Linked DNA regions of Hordeum vulgare: region 2 is linked to region 1. The links are chromatin contacts, called in public Hi-C maps. All regions are on one chromosome and are shown on one strand. Each heading gives the region's core, a stretch centred on a gene start, on an enhancer-like site or on the middle of the called end of the contact. The rest is flanking DNA. Distances are from core to core; before and after follow the strand shown. Region 1 holds the start of LOC123445188 (probable DNA helicase MCM8). Region 2 holds the start of LOC123445215 (E3 ubiquitin-protein ligase UPL4).

Region 1 (5,609 bases), core at 855-3,354:
TGAAAACATATGCGCTACAGGTGTTGCAGGCAATTTGGGGCACCTGAACATTAGCATTTTTTGTTTTTTCGCAAAGAGGATTCAGGCTTTAAAGCAATGAACAATGAAAAATAAGATACTGGATTCTTCAAAATTTTACCTCCTCCAACATCCATATAGTTGTTCAGCACTTTGACGATTCCAGCTACGGTTATAACCTCTCCAGGGATGCAACAATCTACAAGATCTTCTGTAAGCTCACATTCTATAGTTCGTGGCACTCGGCCTTCTTCACGGTTTTCAGCACTAGAAAGCTCTTGTATCCTGTTAAAAATAAGAAAAACAGAGCTTAGTGTTATAAGCAGAGAATGACAAAGATTATCTATTTATCACTTGCCTTATTTTCTGAAAATCCATCAACTTGGCAGTAGATCTCACTGGGGTGAATGTTCTGCCCTTGCAACCCTGAATTATGCAGGATACTGGAGGTGAAAATTTCCCATCAGAGAACACACGACGGATGAGTGTAGCACACTTCATGCAATGAAAATCCAGCGCCAGTACTAGAGGTTTCACAGTACTGACTTTTACAACAGTACCACGCACTGTCACTAGTTTCCCTATGAGGTGAATCTACAAGTCAGTACTTGATTTAGATGCAGAGCACATAAAGACAGAAGTTCTTACTAATACAGGCCGCTTTCAAATTCTTCAAAGCAATGATTGTTTCAGTGTGATTGTAAAGCCTGATATTGACCTTATCTACGTCGTTCAACAGGAGGCCCATGCCCGGGCACTTAGCCTGAAGAAAACATCAAGAACCAAAGTACAGTGAGTGAAAAAACAAAGCCCAACTGGCAACACAAGTAATTTTAGCATGAAAAGTAGCATCAACCAGATGAACTGCAGCTCCCATGCAAAGTAAGGCTTCTTTAGGATTTTCCCTGAGGGTATCTAAGAGCTTGGTACCACCGCACAGGTTCTTCAGCTGCTGGAAATCAATCGGAAGGAAGAAGACAACGCCATCATCTTCAACCTGTGAATGTAGTGATAAGTTATAACCACATGAATTCATCCACTTATTGAAACCGGAAAAATTCTTCCATGTCTAATGACAAAAGCACACTATGAAGCAATGCGTTTAAATCATTTCCATATGATTAGTAATTTATTGTGCAACTACATGATGCTATGATTTCATTTTTCAATTGGAACCTTGCATCCTGCTTTGCGTAGTATAGCAGCAGCATATTGGAGTATAACTGTATAAGTAACCATATGATACTGACGAAGTAAACTGCAACAGTAGCAAACTTATTCACAAAATTACAAGCTCCTCTTCATTCATTTTCCTCCTAAAGAAGGGTGTTCCCCTTTTTTCTGATTAGACATGTCAATACTTCATCTACCAGGAGCCACCAGCGCATTGGGACCTTAATATTGAAGATTGTAGAAACAAATTCTGCCCCAAATTTCGAGTTCGGTTCAATCAGGTAAGTAAACTATTACCCAAACTCTGCCCTGACAGTAAGGAACCAAGACACATTCTACTACAATGGTACTGCCCAATTAAATATCTAGCAATGGCAAGCTCAGAAACTAAAATAGTTGGAAACGGACAGACCTTAGGCACGAGCCTGAAAGCACTTTAACTATATATATATATACAGTTCCAATGTCAGCTGCCACTCCCAGAAATTTCAATCAACGATCGATCAGCCAATCCCAAAAAAAAAAACTAGGCACCAATCAGTCGCGCAGTAATCGCGATAACTGCATCGCGTCCGAAGGGATTAAGCAACCCTAGAATCGCATCACCATAAGAGATGGGCGAAAATGAGGCGCTGTACAGTACGCGGAATGGGGACACATGCTTACACGTGGGAGGAGCTTCGCGCTCTCCTCCAGCTCCAGGACCTTAACCAGGTCGCTGATGAGCCTGGCCCTGGGGTCGTCCGCCGGGAACACGGTTTCCTCGGGGAAGTATCTCGGCCAGACCTCCGTGAGATTCGCCATGGGGGCGGCGTCGACGGGGCGGCAGCCCTTCTGGATGTCGGCGTACATCCCTAAGGAGGTCGCGGGGATTATCTTCTCCGACGATTTGGACGGTGGGCGGTGGCGGTGGCGGTGGCGGCGGGGAAGGGGGCGGGGGCTAGAGGCGAGGCTTGGGACTTGGAAGGCGGGCGGAGCGAAAGTTTTAGCAGGTTTTTGCGCCGCGGGCGTGGGGGTGGGGAGTGTGACGGGAGAGAGAAGAGAAGAGAAGAGAAGACTGTGACAGACGGGTGGGTCCAGAGACGGACGACCGTGCGCCTATATACGGGGAAGAGAAGAGAAGACTTGCTCCAAGTGAATACGAGTACCTCTCCCGAATAAAATTCCGCGCTTACTATGGCGTATGACAACATACGGCTTATCTTTAGAAAAAACTCAAATACGCACGAATGTGCGTATTATATACTTTTTCTTTGTTCTAAAATAAGTGTTATTGTTATAGTATTAAATTTATACTAAAGTGATACTTCCTACGTTCCTAAATATAAGACATTTTAGACCTTGTTCGGTTCTTTTAGAATTTAAGGGGTTTAGAGGGGATTGGAAGGGATTAAATGTTTGGGAACGTAGTAAATTCAAAATTTTCTACGTCATATAAGGATCTATCTATGAAGAGACCAGCAACGAGAGAGGTTGTAGAGCATCTTCATACCTTTGAAGATCGCTAAGCGGAAGCGTTATTATGAACGCGGTCGATGGAGTCGTACTCGCAGCGATTCAGATCGCGGTCCATTCCGATCTATGTGCCGAATCACGGCACCTCCGCGTTCAACACACGTACAGCCCGGTGACGTCTCCTACGCCTTGATCCAGCAAGGAGGAGGGAGAGGTTGAGGGAGAGCTCCGGCATCACGACAGCGTGGTGGCGGTGGAGCTACGAGGTCTCCTGACAGGGCTTCGCCAAGCATCGTGGGAGAGGAGAAGCAGGGCTGCGTCGAGAGAGAGATTTCGTCCGTCTCAAATCAGCCAAAACCTCCACTATATATAGGGGGGGAGGGAGGGGGCGCCCCCTTTAGGGTTCCCACCCCCAAAGGGTGCGGCAGCCCCATCTAGGGCTGGTGGTGGCGGCCAGGGAAAGAGAGAGGGGGGTGGCGCACCACAGATGGGCCTTAGGCCCATCTGCACTAGGCACTACTGGAATTCTTTTATTTGTCGTCTGCCAAATCTTTGCCATCAGCGAGCAGACGACAAAGAACATATTTGCCATCAGCTTCAGGAAAACAGACGGCAAAGAGGTGCTCTTTGTCGTCCGCCCACAGACGACAAAGGAAGAGAAGGCAGACGGCAAAGCTGACGCCATCACCCACCTCTTTGCCCCACCCCACCCGCGCCCACCCCACCCCTTTGTCGTCTGCCTTCTCTTCCTTTGCCGTCTGCGGCAGACGGCAAAGTGGATGGACACCTAACGATAACGGTCGCCGCGCCCTCCTCTCTCCCACTCTCTACACTCTCTCCAGTCTCCCTCACCGCAGCCTCACCCGACCCCCAGCGCCGCCGCCGCCCCCACCCCAGCGCCGCCGCCACACCCCGCCGTCGCCGCCCCACCGCCGCCGCCGCCGACGCCACCCCCACCCCAGCGCCCCACCCCACCGCCGCCGCCCTCCTCGCGCCCCTCACAGTGCCCCTCCTCCCCCTGTGGCCCTCCTCCCCCTGCTGCCCTCCTCCCCCTGCGGCCTCTCCTCCCCCTGCGGCCCTCCTCCCCCTTTCGGTTAGTTTTTTTTCTTCTTTTTTTAATAGTTTTTGTCTAATTAGTTATATGTTTTAGTGAGGTTTTGGCTTAGTTTTAGTTTAGTTTAGGTTTTGTTAGGTTAGTTTCCTGTTTAGTAAAGGAGAAAAGGAGAAGAAGAAGAAGGAGAAAGGAGAATATGAAGAAGGAGAAAGGAGAAGAAGAAGGAGGAGAAAGGAGAAGAAGAAGAAGGAGAAAGGAGAAGAAAAAATAAGAAGAAGGAAAAGAAGGAGAAGGAAAAGGAAGGTAAGGAGAAGAAAGAAGAAGAAGAAGAAGGATAGGAGAGGAAGAGAAGAATAAGAGGAAAAAAGAAAATAATAATAAGAAGAAGAATAAGAAGAAGAAGAAGAAGAAGAAGAAGAAGAAGAAGAAGAAGAAGAAGAAGAAAACAAGAAGAAGGAGAAGAAGAATAAGAGGAAAAAAGACAAAAAGAAAATAAGAATAAGAAGAATAAGAATAAGAATAAGAAGAAGAAGAAGAGAAGAAGAAAAGAAGAAGAAGGAGAAGAAGAATAAGAGGAAAAAAGAACCGAACTAGATGCGGATGGGAATAAGATGATGGTACACACATCGGATGGGGAAGCATGGAAACATTTCGATGGATTGCATCAGGATAAAGCGGCAGATCCAAGGAATCCTCGAGTCTGCGCCGCCACGGATGGTTTTAATCCCTTCGGCATGACGGCAACCCAACACAATTGTTGGCCTGTATTTGTCATTCCACTCAATCTCCCCCCGGGGCAGATTATGCAAAGAAAGAACATATTTCTGACGTTGATAATTCCAGAGTCCAATTATCCGGGGAAGAATATGAATGTGTACCTGCAATCGCTTAAGGATGAATTGGAAGAAGCTTGGGATAATGGGGTCAAGACATACGATGCCGCTAGAAAAGAAAACTTCAAAATGCATGTGTGGTACATGTACTCTATGCATGACTTGCCAGCGTATGCGTTATTCTATGGATGGTGTGTGCATGGAAGGTTCCTGTGCCCCCAATGCAAGGCAGCTCTTCAGTTTCATTGGTTGCAGGAGGGTCGGAAGTATTCTTGCTTTGACTTGCATAGACAGTTCCTGGATCCTAACCATCAGTTCAGAAAAGACAAGAAGAACTTTACCAAAGGTAAAGTTGTCAAAAACTTGGCATCACCTGCGTTCACAGGCCAACAGATCCTGGATCAGTTAAACACCCTCGAGCCTGATCCAGAGCGTCCAGGGTATTTCAAGGGGTATAATTCAAAACACGCCTGGACTCACAAGCCATGCTTCTGGGATCTGCCTTACTTCAAAGACCTCCTTCTTCCACACAATATCGACATGATGCACACTGAAAAGAATATTGGAGAGGCTATTTTTGGTACATTGTTCGACATAGATGGGAAGACAAAGGATAATATTAAGGCTAGAGTCGATCAAGAGACACTATGTCATATACCGTTACAAAACATGCGAGAAGGCAAAGGAAAGCAGAAGTGGTCGAAGCCAAAGGCCTGGTTCAATCTTGGAAGGCCAGCTATGAGGGAAATTATCTTGTGGGTCAAAATGCACTTGATGTTCCCCGATGGGTATGCAGCGAATCTAAAGAGGGGAGCGAGTCTTGAAAAATTAAAAATCTTTGGTCTCAAGAGTCATGATTGGCACATATGGCTAGAGCGGGTAATGCCGGTGATGTTACGTCGCTTTATTCCTGAGGATGAATGGCTAGTACTGGCGGAGCTGAGCTATTTCTTTCGTGTTCTTTGTGCGAAAGAATTGTCGCCTGGCATGGTAGAAGACATGGAGGAGTTTGCACCGGAGTTGTTGTGCAAGTTAGAGAAGATCTTTCCACCGGGCTTCTTTAATCCAATGCAGCA
Region 2 (5,609 bases), core at 1,723-4,222, 260 kb after region 1:
GCCGCCGCAAGCCTCTGTAGCCACCGAAAACAATCTGGAGCCCGTTCCGGCACCCTGCCGGAGGGGGAATCCATCTCCGGTGGCCATCTTCATCATCCCGGCGATCTCCATGACGAGGAGGGAGTAGTTCTCCCTCGGGGCTGAGGGTATGTACTAGTAGCTATGTGTTTGATCTCTCTCTCTCGTGTTCTTGAGATGTCTTGATCTCGATGTACCATGGGCTTTGCTACTATAGTTGGATCTTATGATGTTATTCCCCCTCTCCCTTCTTGTAATGAATTGAGTTTCCCCTTTGAAGTTATCTTATTGGATTGAGTCTTTGAGAACACTTGATGTATGTCTTGCACGTGTCTATCTGCTGTGATCAACTTGCGGGTTTGTGACAATTGGGAACCTATGCATATGGGTTGGCACATGTGGATTCATGTGAGTACTCGATGTATGTTTTGGTGATCAACTTGCGGGTTTGTGACATTGGGAACCTATGCATAGGGGTTGGCACACGTTTTGACTCTCCGGTAGAAACTTTGGGGCACTCTTTGAAGTTCTGTGTGTTGGATTGAATAGATGATTCTAAGATTGTGTGATGCATATCGTATAATCATGCCCACGGATACTTGAGGTGACAATCGAGTATCTAGGTGACATTAGGGTCTTGGTTGATATGTATCTTAAGGTGTTATTCTAGTATGAACTCTATAATAGATCGATCAGAATGAATAACTTTATGGTGGTTTCGTACCCGACAATAATCTCTTCGTTTGTTCTCCGCTATTAGTGACTTTGGAGTGACTCTTTGTTGCATGTTGAGGGCTAGTTATATGATCCAATTATGTTATCATTGTTGAGAGAACTTCCACTAGTAAAAGTATGAACCCTAGGCCTTGTTTCCACGCATTGCAATACCGTTCGTGCTCACTTTTGTTACTAGTTACCTTGCTGTTTTTGTAATTTCAGATTACAAAAACCTATATCTACCATCCATATTGCACTTGTTTCACCATCTCTTCGCCGAACTAGTGCACCTATACAACTTACCATTGTATTGGGTGTGTTGGGGACACAAGAGACTCTTTGTTATTTGGTTGCAGGGTTGCTTGAGGGAGACCATCTTCATCCTACGCCTCCCGTGGATTGATAAACCTTAGGTCACCCACTTGAGGGAAAATTGATACTGTTCTACAAACCTCTGCACTTGGAGGCCCAACAACGTCTACAAGGAGAAGGTTGTGTAGTAGACATCATCCGCTTGCGAGCAAGATCTTAATGTGGCTGGCAGTACAACACTGCTTGTGGACTGCTGATAGAAGGGTCCGCCATGGTTTGGAAGAACACAACTCCCCGTGTTATTTGTGCGACCAGGAGGAGGATGCAGTTGAACACATCCACGTGCAGTGCATTTTTGCTCGGCAAGTTTGGCACATTAGTTTCATCAGGATGGGTCTTGCGGGTCTTTATGTACCACTCCCACACGACACCTTGGTTAAATGGTGGTTGACGGCCAGGAAGCTATCACCAAGCCTACGCGTAGAAGTTTTGACACCTTTGTCATACTCATGTGTTGGACCATTTGGAAGCAACACAATGGTAGGGTGTTTGGCAGGAACCAAATTAAGAATGGCTGGGGCATGACCGACCTAATCTTCGATGAATTGCGTTCTTGGGCCAGAGTGGAGCTTTTGGAGTCACTCCATTAGCTGAGTAGTTTGTCGTATGAGTGGAGGAGGAGGCGGGGGGGTTATGCTGGTTATGATCAGTGTGTGATCGTTAACTAGCTGCTTGTAATCTCTTATGCATATTTCCTGCCTTCTATAAAGCTTGATACACCAGTGGTGTACCCTACAAAAAATCCATTTGCTTGCGGGGATGAGGAAAAAGAAACCACTTGCTATAGTGGTTGGTGGCCCAATGCAAGACACGTCGTCGCGTGGAACAGTGGGCGGATGATGGGGTGGAAATCGGTCGGTTGAACCACATTGTTTCCTTTTTTAAAGCTCGTCGTAAAACTTTTTACGAGCCGGCTGGATATATGGTACATGTTCGGGTCATGTTTGCGGCCGACCTATATAGCGGCTAGAGATGCTCTAATGAAATCTCCTTTTAAGGTCATGTTTGGAACCACAATAGATTATAATAATCTGAAATATGAAGATAAATTATATAATCTGGTTTATAAAAATAATCTAGGTGGACATATTTGGAGGCCAAATTTTATAATTGCCATGCAGGTTTTACATTACATAATGACTTGTCTGTCCTCTGTTTTTTTTTAAAAAGAGAAGGGTGATGGTGGTAGGAATGTAATTATCTCCAACTTTACAAGGGTAATGGATCATTAGCAATCCATAATCTGAATTTGGTTGGTATAGAGTAGATTATGAGTTTTTAATAATCTGTCTATCTAGTTTTTTATAATCTATACCATAGTTTATCCTGTTTGAAGACATATTAGATTATCAAAACTAGATTATATAATCTGGATGGTTTCAAACAGGGTGTAAAAAAACAAATCAGATCGGCTAAAAAAAACAGAAAACAAAATGAGACGCCGTCCTTATCCATCCGCCCTCCACGTAACCCGCAATTAACAAAGGACGCACGGGCAGTGCCTTCCCAGGTAAGCCTCGCCCCCGCCAATGGACGACACCGGCGCTACACCAAAAGTCCAAAAGCAAACCCCAAACCGCAAGTCCAGGCCAGGCCGCGCCGTTCCTTCCATTACTGCCCTCGCCCTCGCCCTCCACCCACCCCCCCCCCCCCCCCCCCCCCCCTCCTCCCGCACACAATGGCGGTGCCGGTGCAGAGCACCCCAACTCCCAGTCCCAGTCCCAGTCCCAGTCCCAGATAAACACGCGGAATCTCCCCCACAAACCGCACCAAATCGGTTAAAAATCTCCCGGATTTTAAACCCGATCCATCGCGCAGATAGAGAAGAAGGGGTAAACCAGGCTAAAAACTCCACCCCACCCCCACCCCCACCCCGCACGTCTCCCGTATCCCCCCGATTCCACCCCCCCTCCGATCGATCGTGTTGCTGGCAGCGAGGACTGGTGCTGTGCTGGCCGAGGAGTCTGTCTCAGGTAAGCGCCGATGGATCGCTGCCGGAAGCGCCCCGACTCCGACCCCGGGGGCTCCGGCGAGGCCGAGCCCCCCGCCGATAAGCGCCCCTGCACCGCCGAGCCCTCCACCTCCGCCGCCGCCGCGCCGCCGGAGCAGGCCGCCTCCGACATGGACACCTCGTCGTCTGGCCACCCCGCCGAAGGCGATGGCGATGCCGATGGCGATGCCGATGTGGACGGAGACGACGGCGACGGGGGGTCGTCGTGCGAGTCGGACGGGGACGGGGGGTCGGGCCCCGGGGCCAGCAAGTTCCGACGGATGGTGGCGGCCGTCGCCTCGGAGGGCGCCGGGGGAGGCGCGCTGCTCGCGTCGCTCACGGAGCTCTGCGAGGCGCTCTCCTTCTGCACCGAGGACGCCGGGGGCTACTTCCCCGTCGAGTCCGCCGCGCGGGCGCTCGTGCGCCTGGCCGGCGCCGACGTCGCCAGCCCCGACGAGATGCTGCTCGCCGTGCGCGCCATCACCTACCTCTGCGACGCCATGCCGCGCGCCGCCGACGCCGTCGTCCGCCACGGCCTGCTCCCCGTGCTCTGCTCCCGCCTCCTCGCGATCGAGTACCTTGATGTGGCGGAGCAGGTAACGGGGCCGCTCTGCAAACCCAGCCAGACCATCACATTGACCTGAATCAAGCCGCTTTTTATGTGATCAGCCACGCTTCTTTCTGTATGAGCAGTGCTTGCAGGCGTTCGAGAAGATATCGCTGAGGCAGCCCGCGCAGTGCTTGCAGGCTGGCATGATAACCGCCGTGCTCACATACATTGACTTCTTCGCTGCAAGTATTCAGGTTAGAATTGCAGCAACTCCATCTTTGCTGCTGAAATTCTACTGCATTCTCTAACTGGATGCGTGCTTGCATGGTTCAGAGGGTTGCTGTCTCAGCTGTTGCAAATGCCTGCAAGAAGGTCCCTGCAGATTGCTCCCAGTTTGTCATGGACTCGACCCCAATGCTGTGTAATTTACTGCAGTCTGAGGACAAGATGGTATTGTTGCCCACTAATTTATCCGAGCTTGCTTGTGTTAGGCATGTACATAGTGCTCTGCTAATGTTTCAGGTGATATAATATCACAGGTTGTGGAAAAGGTTGCAACTTGCCTGATAAGCATTGTAGACTCTTTCAGTGGTTCAGTGGAGCTTCTTGACCAGCTATGTCACCAGGGCCTGGTAGAGAAGGTCCTTCCTTTGATCAATGCCAGCGGACTCACTTCCCTTAACCCATCAACTTGCAGTGTATGCTCCCCCTAGACATTCTATATTTATCCTTGGTATGTATTGAGGGAGTTGATCGTGGTTTGGTGTGATTGCAGAACTTGATCGGGCTCCTGGCTAAGCTAGCCTGTAATTCACTTGTGGCAGTGAAGTCTCTCTTTGAGTTGAATGTTGGTAGCACCATAAGGGGGATTTTGGTCAGTTCAGATCTCTCCCATGGGATGCCATACCTGCCTTCGGAAAACCAAAATAACCAGGTTGTTTGCTTAATAGCTTCTTTACTGCCAGGCCATATCTCTATAGTTTTGCTTTTGGTAATGTCGGCATCAGGTGGTCCATAACCTACATGAGCAGACTGCAGTTACTAGTCAGTAGTAACACATGCACTAAGCTGATTTGATCAGTGTATTTACTAGAAATCTTATAAGCTACGTTGCCATTATTGTGAATTTATCTTATCATGTCTTTGTGACTTAACTTTTGTTGTAAACACTACTTTCCTCTTCTAAACAAGCGAAATAGTATCTGCACTGATCAGTAAATAAGTAACCATAATGGTAGAACTTGTCTGATCACATCCCTTGATCCTTCTTTCTACACCAACATGCAGCCCTGAAGTTCACACTAGCTGTCATCTAGTGATTTGATAATTTAATTCTTCATCCAATCAGGTTAATGAAGCTCTGAAATTAGCAATCCAGCTTATTCCTTCTGCGGCAAGAGATGTTGAGGACACCTATATAGTACTCGCGAAAGAAAAAATATTAGTAGATGAACCAGGGTTCTTGTGTCAGTTCTCTGCTGACGTTCTTCCAATCTTGATCAAGGTCTGTTCATAATAATTAACTAACGACTCATAATGTTGCTCGTGCTCTGAAATATGAAATGAGTGTTGTTTTGTGCAGGCAGTCAACTCTGGTGCAAACTCATACATTTGCTATGGCTGTTCTTCAATTGTAAATAACATCTGTTACTTCAGTAAACCTGAAATGCTTCAAGAGTTGCTCAAGGAAACAAACATATCAAGGTAAGCATGACCTGCAAACGAAGAGCTGCATTCTGCATAACAATCAATAGACATTTTCACTGAACTTGTGCTAATTTGCCGAGTCTTAACGAATATGTCACTTCTGTGATTTATGTGTCAGCTTCTTGGCTGGTTTATTGTCCCGGAAGGATCATCATGTGCTAATCTCATCACTGAAGATTATTGAGATTCTCATGCAAAAGCTTCCAGATGCTTACCTTGGATCTTTTATCAAAGAAGGCGTTGTCTATGCAGTAG

Evidence for each region. Hi-C and Micro-C count contacts between places; a contact is called where the count stands out from the background.
Region 2: a contact with region 1 is called in a Hi-C map of seedling, with 2.4 times the contacts expected there. The contact joins the promoter of LOC123445215 here to the promoter of LOC123445188 in region 1. A contact is called at or near these places in 2 of 6 Hi-C or Micro-C datasets (leaf and seedling).

The regions. Positions count from the first base shown.
Region 1 is chr1H:459,811,478-459,817,086 of MorexV3_pseudomolecules_assembly, forward strand. LOC123445188 (probable DNA helicase MCM8) reads right to left here and starts at 2,105. Exons shown (of 18, transcript XM_045122146.1): 1 at 1,858-2,105; 2 at 875-1,015; 3 at 667-781; 4 at 377-599; 5 at 140-303. The coding sequence starts at 2,043.
Region 2 is chr1H:460,073,854-460,079,462 of MorexV3_pseudomolecules_assembly, forward strand. It overlaps LOC123445215 (E3 ubiquitin-protein ligase UPL4), which reads left to right and starts at 2,973. Exons shown (of 17, transcript XM_045122176.1): 1 at 2,973-3,693; 2 at 3,791-3,901; 3 at 3,981-4,097; 4 at 4,187-4,345; 5 at 4,423-4,581; 6 at 4,996-5,151; 7 at 5,230-5,351; 8 at 5,473-5,609. The coding sequence starts at 3,091.